Regions from separate parts of the Neogale vison genome. Here region 2 is linked to region 1. A link is a contact called in public Hi-C data. All regions are on one chromosome and are shown on one strand. Each heading gives the region's core, a stretch centred on a gene start, on an enhancer-like site or on the middle of the called end of the contact. The rest is flanking DNA. Distances are from core to core; before and after follow the strand shown. Region 1 holds the start of SMYD4 (SET and MYND domain-containing protein 4). Region 2 has its middle 3.4 kb from the start of WDR81.

Region 1 (4,964 bases), core at 962-3,461:
TTTTATTTACTAATGTATATTTCTTTTTCTTTCTTTTTTTTTTTTTTTTTAAGTAAGCTCTACTGCCCAATGTGGGGCATGAACTCACTCCCCTAAGATCAAGAGTCACATGCACTATCGACTAAGTCAGCCAGGCACCCCTCACTGATGTATTTTTGCTAAGCATCTAGCACAGTGGCTGGCACAAACAGATGTCCAATAAAAATTCACTGAATGTTTTGGGAAACTCGTTTTAATTTTCTATTTATGTATGTACATACTAGGCTGTGATATAAAATAGTATTTTTTTTAAGATTTTATTTATTTATTTGACAGAGATCACAAGTAGGCAGAGAGAGAGAGAGAGAGAGAGAGAAAGAAACAGGCTCCCCACCGAGCAGAGAGCTCAACTCGGGGCTTGATCCCAGGATCCTGAGACCATGACCCGAGCCAAAAGCAGAGGCTTAACCCGCTAAGCCACCCAGGTGCCTCTAAAATAGTATTTCTTACTGAGGATGTTAGTCAGTCAAGAGAGTTTGAAAAATACTGGGGTTAGACTGTATGACTTCTAAAGTCCTTTCTCAATTTGAGCACCTATAAATTTCTATGTGTAGCTAGTAAATGCCCACTATATCTTTTGGGAGATAGCAAAGTTCAAAGCCTAATTTCTGTAGCAAGGCATTGATTATTGAAACATAACATTGACACCAAAAAAGTCATTAGCATCCCCACCTGTTCTGTAATAGTAGGTTAGGAAAAACTGGAAATAGCAAGAAATATAAAATCTGAACTTAATCCTTCTATGAAAAAGAGATAGAAAGTGAGAGCAAATGACAAAAGAGAACATTTTCTCGATCAAAATTTCCCAGGTTAAAGCTTTCACACACTTACTGAAGAAGCGAAGAGGAGTGAAGAAAGATATCCTTTAAAGTGTCTGCCGTAGAAATTGTGTCCTGAATGGACTTTGGGAGCAAAGACCATTTCTGAAATATATATGATTTCCACTCATCCACAGGCAGATCCATTCTACCTTAGGTCTCTAAAATGAGTAAGAAAATAAGGAATTCAGATTTCTACAAATGCACAAGTCTAGGGAAAAAAAAATCAAGATTTCACTCAAACAAATGTGAAGCAACAAAAATCATTCTTGTGGTCTTTTCCTGTAGTTTCCATGCTGAGAATCTATTTTCTCTCACACGTATTCACTGAGCATCTTTTTATTTAGAAATATTTACTGAAGGCCTACTTTGTTCCACACACCAGGCTTGCCTCTTAAAACCTCCATCTTCCCAAGCTCCTCAGGTGAGAAACCTGAGACATTCCAGATTTTTCTCTCTCCCCAGCTACTATTAAATTAACAAACGTTTCTATCTCTTACACAGTTCAGATTTTTCAGTTCCCAGATCATTTCTTTATTCAAGTCCTCACCATCTCTGGTCTGGCATTCTTTCCAGTGTCATAACTAGTCTCCACGGACTCAGTTCCCTACCCTACCCTACCCCCTAAATTCAATTCATCCTCCATATTGAAACAGATGTCAGTCCTCTGCCTTAATCAATGAATGCTCCTCCAAGCATTTAGGAAAGCCCAGTACAAATCTGACCCCTGGGCTCATTTTCTAATGCCCAAGTCTCACCTCTTCCTTTGTACCCTACTGTCCTGAGCCACTTAAAGCCATCCTTAGCTTGCCAGGCTATTCACCTCCCTAGTTTTTGCATAGGTTATGCTTTCTTCCGGGAGCATCGCTCCCTCAGGGTCCACCTCGCAAATTTGCACACACCCTTCAAGACCAAGTTTAAACGGCACCTCCTCCAGGAAGCCTTCCCTGATTTTCCATCTGCGACCGCAGTACACTTTGTATTTCTCCTGAGGCCCAAATCATGTCTACCTGGAGTTAGGGCTACTCACTGCGGTAGCTCCCTCGACAGACTATGCTCTCCTCTGAGGGCAGGGACCGGATCCTATTTACCTTCGCAGATTCCCCTTGTGCCAAGCTCAGGGTCTAGCAATGGCGGGAGATCGGCACTTGGATTGCCGAAGGAATCAAGTTACTGCTTTGCCTACGGCTAGCAGCAGAGGTGTCAGGGAATAGCTCTCTCTTCGGGGCTAACAGTCGGTCGGCGCAGCAAAGGCCCGAGCCAGGTTTTTTTCCGAGCACCGTCTAGGAAAGCTCTCGGGACTGGACCTCACGCCCAGAAAAAGAACCCGCGTCATCCTTGGCGCGCCCCACGGCTCGGGCCCCACCCCCAGGCGCAGCAGTGGCGTGACGAGGTCCTGAACCCGGGCTTTTGCATGTCACGTGGGCTGCTCGCAGGGCCTCGGCCAATGCCGTGGCTGCTCCGCTCCTAAGCCCGCCCTTGTGCCTTGCGCATGTCAGAAGGCGGGGGTGGTGCCTGCAGCTACTTAGCCCAATAGCTTTGGAGCGCGCGGGGTCCCGGGAGTGAGCGGGAGGTGTCGAGGAGCCGGAGCGCGGGAGTTGGCGCAGCGCAGTCATGGTGGGCCACCTGAGCGAGGGGGCCATTGCGGTGAGGAGACACCTGCGGGCAGCGGGGCTAGGGTGGCTGTGGGCCCTGGGCTTGTGGGGATGGAGAAGGGGGAGAGGAGCTGGAGGCGATGGGGAGAAAAGGCGGGATAAGTTTGGCGAGGTTGGGGGGGGGACCATCGGGTGACTCCCTAGAATTCTAACCATCTCCTCGAAAAATTTTTACTATTGTCTTTTAAACATGTCCATGTTTTTTCTACTTAAGAAAACGAAGCAGAATTAACTTGATCGTCCCCCATCACCCTCTTTCTGTCCCCTATCCGCGGCCGAACTTCTCTAGAGTTGTCAGTTTTCATCTCACCTCCGGTTAACAGACTCCAATCCGTTGTTCCCTCCATCACTATAGAAAGAACCCTGGCAGAAGTTAGCAGTGCTTCCAAGTCGTTAAATCTAACAGACACTTTTCAGTTTTTAACTTAACCTGAGTTCTCAGCAGTGTTTGAGAGTTACTCCTTTTGGCCAGTTTTGAGCATTACTTCTTTCTGGTGACACTCCTTTTTGGCTTCTCTGACTTGGCTTGGCTGGTCTTTCCTCGTCTTATTTGCCGGTCCCTCGTTGTAAGTTTCTGTTTACTTAGGCTTATGTCCTGTCCTAGGCCCTTTGCTACCAAGACAGTCCCATTACCAACTATGTCAGTTGCTCACACATTTCTTTTTCCGGAGCCACCTTTACTCTGAAAGAGAAACCTCTGTAATATGTCTGCCTACCTGATACCTCAAAGGCATTTTAAACTCATAGTGTCCCAAAGCAAATCCGTTATTCTGCTAAGTTTGGGCCTCTTGGTGTTCCTTGTCTGGATCAGTATCTCTATTATCCATCAAGATATGCTAGCCAAAAATTGTGGAATCATTCTTCCTGCAAACTTCCATCACCTTAGATGTTCAGTCCATCACCCAAATCGGTGTTTTACCTCCACAACGTATTTCTTAAATCCATCTATTTTTCTTCCACTCTGGCACCACTGTTTCTTGCCTGCACTACTGATTTCCACCCAACATAAACATCTTCTCTATCCATTCATCTATCAGTGGACACTTGGACTGCTTGCATACTGCCGCAACATTGGGGTGCATTTCGAAATAGTGTTCTCGTATTTTGGGGGTAACTACCCAATAGTGCAGTTACTGGATCCTAAGGTAGTTCTATTTTTAACTTTTTGAGAACCTCCGTACTGTTTTTACCCAGTTTGCATTCCCAGCAGTGCATGAGGGTTCCTTTTCCACATCATCCTTGCCAACACTTGTTTCTTGTGGTGTTAGTTTTAGCCATTCTGACAGGTGTAAAGTGATTGCTCATTATAGTTTTGATTTGCATTTCCCCGATGATGAGGTATCTTTTTCATGTATGTTGAAATGTAATGATGAGGGGCGCCTGGGTGGCTCAGTGGGTTATAAAGCCTCTGCCTTCGGCTCAGGTCATGGTCTCAGAGTCCTGGGATCAAGCCCCGCATCACAGCATCACATCTCACAGCATCACATCGGGCTCTTTGCACAGCAGGGAGCCTCCTTCCTCCGCTCTCTGCCTGCCTCTCTGCCTACTTGTGATCTCTGTCAAATAAATAAATAAAATATATTTTTAAAAATATGTAATGTTGAAAAGTAATGAGTCATTACTTTTTCGTGTGTGTTGGCCATCTGGATGTCTTCTTTGGAGAAATGTCTGTTCATGTCTTTCTGCCCATTTTTTAATTGGATTATTTGTGTTTTGGGTGTTGAGTAGTAGCAGTTTTTTATATATTTTGGATACTAAGCCCTTCTCAGATCTGTCATTTGCAAATATCTTTTCCCCTTCAGTAGGTTGTCTTTTGGTTTTGTTGACTGTTTACTTTGCTGTGCAAAAGCTTTTTATTTTGATGTAGTCCCAGTAGTTTATTTTTGCTTTTATTTCCCTCGCCTCAGGAGGCAGACCTATCTAGAAAGATGTTGCTACTGCTGATGTCAGAGAAATTACTGCCTCTGCTGTCTTCTAGTATTCTTATGGTTCACCTGTCACATTTAGATCTTTAATCCATTTTGTTTGTGTTTGTGTATGCTGTAAGAAAGTAGTCCAGTTTCATTATTTTGCATGTTGCTGTCCAGTTTTCCCAATCCCATTTGTTGAAGAGACTGTCTTTTTCCCATTGCATATTTTTTTCCTGGGCTTTTCTGTTTTGTTCCATTGGACTGTGTGTCTGTTTTTGTGCCGGTACCATACTGTTTTGATGACTGTGGGTTTGTAATATAACTTGAAATCTGGAATTGTGATGCCTCTGGCTTTGTTTTTCTTTTTCAAGATTGCTTTGGCTATATCAAGTCTTTTGTGGTTCCTTACAAATTTTAGGATTATTCTAGTTCTGCGAAAAATGTTATTGGCATTTTGATCGGGATGCATCAAATGTTTAGATTTCTTTGGGTAGTATAGACTTTTCAACAATATTTATTCCTCTAACCTACGAGTATGGAAA
Region 2 (4,964 bases), core at 1,091-3,590, 100 kb before region 1:
GGTGGGGGCGATAGCCTAGCGAGAGGCCAGAGGGAGGGGCCAAGAGTTGGCCGAGAGGTGGGGAGAGAGGGAGCCCAGTGATGACTAACCCAGGCGCCCCACCCAGCCAGCCGGCTTCCCAGGCGGTCAGGGCCAGGCCTGGGCTAGGGGCCCCACAACCGGACATGCTGGGGGGAGGTGCAGAGGTGACCTTCTCTGGGCCCAAGACGGCCAGTTAGGCTGGGGAGGGGGGGGTTAGAGTTTCCAGGTCCTCCTCCAGCCCGCTTCCCCCACCAACCGCGGTGAAACCCTAACCTTTGGGTTGCATAAGGCCCCCGCACCGCCGCCCCCTACTCCTCTCCCCTCCCCCCTTACATAACATCCCCTGGAGGGAACGAGAGGAGGGGCCGGCCCGCCCAGAGACCCCTTCCCTGCCAGGGCGCTCAATTGGCCCTGACCAGCTGACTGCCTGCAGAGGAAAACTACCTCTCCGCTACCCGCCAGGTCCAAACCTTCCCCAAGCTGGGAGGCCAGTTCTCGTATCCTCTGACCAGGGAGCTCCGAGGTAGCTGCCCCCAGCCCCCTAGCCCCTCGTCTACCTTCTAGCCACTCTGCAAAACCCTCCGCCACGACTGTCGTCCCGGACTCTTTCTTTAAGCCTCCTGCCAAACTACTCCAGCCAGTCCAGGCCCCCTCACCCCCAGAGCTTCCCTGCCCCCGCCGCCCCCTCACCCCTCCCCCGGAAGGGCAGGGTGTGGCCACCAGGACCCTACTTTCCCCTATCACCCCGTTAGCATGGTTCCCTCCAGTGCGGCCGGGGCCCCAGCTCACACCCACCTGGTGCTGGGTGGGGGGGTTGCTGAGGGTAAGGGAGCAAATCAGTGCGTCCGTTCCCCACGGCCCGCGGCGCTGTGTCTTCCCTGCGCCCAGCACACACCGGCTCCAGTCTCCGATCAGCTGGCGGCGTCGTGACGCACAAGCTGCGATTGCACCGCCCAGGGCCAATCACCGCCCACTGCTGGGCAGCGTGACCACACCCACTCGGGGGCGCCAGCACTTCGTCCAGGTCCCGCCTCTCCCGGCGTCTTAGCTCTGATTGGCAAGGAGGCCACCCCTTCGCCTGGTGGAGCTGCGATAGACCACGCCCACCAACTCACAAGCTCGCCAATACATGAAAGGGTGTGGCTGAGGCCTCCGCCTAAGGCCGCTAGCTTTGAGGAGCGCTACGTCAAACCAGAGTCCTAAAGAGCAGAAGGAAGTAAAGGCGTGTGTGTTTGCGGTGCACACTGGTCAATGTAGTTCTCGGTCTGATACCTCGTTCCCACAATCCAGCGCGCTCTGTGAGTTGGCATTTTTAAACTCCTTTCTGAATCCATCCCGGCGAAGTCCTTAAAGGGCTACAGCCCCCCACTCTGGGGAGCCGTGAGTGTTTCTTTTACACTATCCCAAAACGGATTCGCTGACTTCTGCGCATGAGGCGATAGCTCCCTAGGGAAAGATGGAGCAGGCAAAGCAGCAGGAGTGGGTAGAACTGAAGATGGAAATCAGCCTCCGCTTAGCAGGCTCTTCCATTGCATGAGGACTCTTGAGGGCTTTTGGGGAAGGAAAACTGCCCATCTCGCCTAGTGCTAGCTTTCACCGGAGAGAGCTAGTCCTCCCCTTGTGGCGGGCTCTTACTAACCAGGAGGCTTTTCTTGCAGAGTATGTCTCATCCCAATCGTAGTCAGAGCCTCTCAAGCAGCAGACTCCTAACAAAAGATTCATAGTACAGTCTTCACCTGAGGGTAGAAGCAAGACTTGTGGTCAGAAACTAGGGAATGGGTCGTTCCAAAGTATCAACTGGTAAGCAAGCCCATCCTCCGCCTAATGCCCCATTCTGTCCCGCCCTCGAGAAGCCTTTCACTGACTCAGACCTACTTAGAAGGGATTTCAAAGGCAGAGACCAATGAGGAGTCTGGCCCTTCCCCAGGGGCCAATCAGAGCCGAGGGGGGCGGGGAATGGGCAAAACCAAAAGGAACCCAATGACTTGGCAAAAGCTGCTGAACCGCTTATTTAAAGGGACAAGTCGGGGACAAGCGGCAATTTATCACCCACCCGCTTCCCCATCCCCCCACCCAGCCCCCGCCTTCAAAGACGAACGTGTCGGTAGGGATTCATGATTTTCCCATAGCCTCCAAATTGAGTGTGAGGGTAAATAAGCCGGAAGGATGAATCTCGGGTGTGAGATAGTTTCTCTGTACTAAACACCGGCTCCACCAAGTAATTGCTGTGGTTCCTAGGAGCTCCAGAATTCCTGACTCTGCGTTCAGAACCGTGTGCCTTTAAGGAAACTTCCTGCCTTCCTCCCCAGTAACAGCTGATTGTTGGAAAGTGTGACCTCAGGGGACGAATCAGCTGTTACCACATCCTCCTCCATCCTTTTATCCCCCCACCCACCCCCGCGCCTCCGCCCCAACCCTCTCCGGTCCTGAGGGAAGAAAGGAAATGGAACCCCAAATATGGGGAATCTGCTTGTATGTTCTTTACTCTTTCACTCCAAGACTGTCTCCCTCCCCCCACCCCCCCGCAGTCGGCTGGTTAGTTCTTCAGAGGTTCTGAGCTTGGAACGAAAAGTATTTCCTGTCTGCACAGTCAGCTCAGACCTGCCTTCCCAGGTCTAGAAGGAGGCCAGTATAAGGGAAGCCCAGAATGGTGGCTGGCTGGATGTGTGGGTGCTCCAGGAATGGGTGTTGGGGAAGGTCCAAGTGAAGGAACAAACCAAACCTAGAGGAGAGGAATGGCTGTGGAAAGCAAGCCTCCTGGGGTCAGAACCTGCTCTCCAGGCCATGTGCCCCCTACTCCCTACTAGTTGCCCTGTTCCTTCCCAGACAGGGACCCCCTAAGGGGACTCTCTTGACTTTGCCTATTCAGTCCACTTCTAACCTAGGTACCACCTGACCCTTGTTTTATTTACACTCTCACCTTCCACAGCAAGGGTGCTAATGTGGGCTGCAGGTGGAAGGCATTGATTCTAGAAACCAGGGGCTTTGGGAAGTCCTCCAAGAAGGCCCAGGTAAATATTTTACCTCAGCCCTGAGCTAGGAGTCAGGGTTATTCCAGGACAAACTTAGTGTGAAGTCCCAGGACTGACTTGGCAAGGCTGGGAGAAACTGAGCAGGGCCTTGGCCAAGCTTGGAAGAAAGAGAAACCTCACCAGCTGCCCCCATTATCCACTATCCTTATCTTGGAAGTCCTGTCCTCTTCCTTCCCAAGGCCTTTGGGGTAGGCCCATCTCCACTTTGTTCCACTAACTCTCCCTCCCCTCACTCTCCCACCCCATAGGGCGAAAGAAAATGCTTTCAGTCCAGGGTTTCTCAACCTCAGCACTATTGACATTTTGGGCTAGATAATTTCTTGTTGTGGGAACTGTCATTTGTAACATACTTAGCAGCATCCCTGACCCACTAGATGAAATTAGCAACACCTCTACCCTGCAGTTTGGACAACCACAATTGTCTCTGGACATTACCAGATATACCTGGTGGCCTCAATTTCCCCCAGTTGAGAATTACTGAATTAGGCAATTCAGTCTAATTCCAGCCCTTACCAGCTCTGAACTTGAAGATATTCAACATCTCTGCACCTCAATTTCCTCATCGGCAAGAGAGTGAATAATAAATTCACGGTTTATTGTAGGGATTAAAAAAGGATTTTATTTGAAAACACCTAGCACAGTATCTGGCCCACAGTTGCTGCACTAAATGTTAGCTTCCTTCATTTTTCTCCCTGCCAGATCAGCAAGAACTAACCTCACTCAGCATGGGCTAACTGCCTGGGCAGCTGCAGCTTCCCTCCCCGACTATCCAAGCCATGACCTCCAGGAAACTCAATATTGAAGTTGGCAAAAGGGAGTAGCTAATTTGGTCCCAGATTCCCCAAAGCCCAAGGGTGCTTGGGTTGGGATTCCAGGGAGCTATTACAGATTTACAATTGAGCTGTTACAGATCATTACATGGAGATGTGGCCTGCAGATGACCTGCATTAGAATGAACTGGGGTGCTTCTTAAAATTTCAGATTCCTGGGTCTCACCCCAGACTACTGAATCTGAAGTACATCATCAAGTTTGAAAACCACTGTTTTAGACCTCCGATTGGGGAAGGTGTCAGTGCCACCAGAAATCTTAGTGCACCAGTGGCCAGCATTGTAAGGCCATCCTATTCAAGAAAAGAATCCTTAGGTTAGTTAGTTACACTCAAGGTCATTGTTGATTGCAAGCGAAACCACTAGAGGGCAGAGCACACACCGATTTACGGGAAGAAAAAGGGCCTGCTCAGTCTAGGTAAAAGGACCAGAGCAGACCTGGTGGACCCAATTTCATAGGTCCTTAGCAGCAGGCACTACCTTTTATCAAAACCCGTTCTCTGCCTTCAGGTACTCAAACCAAATTTGGGGGTGTACATCGTGCTGAGAAAATAATGCTGTATGGAGTGCAGTGAGCACTGGTTTTAGAATGAGATAGTCTGGGTTTGAATCTTGGCCCTACCACTTCTTTCCTAGGTGACCTTGGGCAAGTTACCTAAGGCAGTTAGTTACCTAAGGGCAAGTTACCTCCTCATCCTAAATGGTTATAAAAATATCTTTTTAAGAAGGTTGTGCTGAGGATTAAACAAAACAATATGCAAAGGGCTTAGCAGGGTGCCTGGCTCTTAATCAGTGCTCCAGGAATGATGGTTGTTAAGTTTTTACTGCCCCAGGTCATGTGACCAAGCACATCAGGGCTTCTGCTGCTTCAAGAAAGAGGATGCAAATGGAATCAGATCACTGCTGATCCGTTTGTTTCCTCTGTAATTGGGACTTTAGTTTTTCTTAAGCGTCTTTATGGATCCCCCAAACCTCTACACCAAACTCCTCCATGAGGCAAAATCTCCTTCTAGAAGAGACTAAAAAAAAAAAAAAAAAACCAACAACAACAAAAAAACAGCCAGTGGTTTTACTGCAATGGCC

What was found. Hi-C and Micro-C count contacts between places; a contact is called where the count stands out from the background.
Region 2: a contact with region 1 is called in a Hi-C map of muscle, with 8 times the contacts expected there. The contact joins the enhancer-like site here to the promoter of SMYD4 in region 1. A contact is called at or near these places in 2 of 3 Hi-C or Micro-C datasets (fibroblasts and muscle).

What each region holds. Positions count from the first base shown.
Region 1 is chr5:25,573,891-25,578,854 of ASM_NN_V1, reverse strand. It overlaps SMYD4 (SET and MYND domain-containing protein 4), which reads right to left and starts at 2,211. Exons shown (of 11, transcript XM_044248165.1): 1 at 1,949-2,211; 2 at 871-1,018. The coding sequence starts at 1,004. RPA1 (replication protein A 70 kDa DNA-binding subunit) reads left to right here and starts at 2,386. Exons shown (of 17, transcript XM_044248163.1): 1 at 2,386-2,504. The coding sequence starts at 2,472.
Region 2 is chr5:25,675,782-25,680,745 of ASM_NN_V1, reverse strand. No RefSeq gene overlaps it. Among named protein-coding and RNA genes, the nearest start is that of WDR81, 3.4 kb to the right of the region's middle. Within about 2 kb of position 2,340, the one cell type or tissue checked has open chromatin away from gene starts, as enhancers often do. A contact at or near this core is called in fibroblasts, where this site is marked.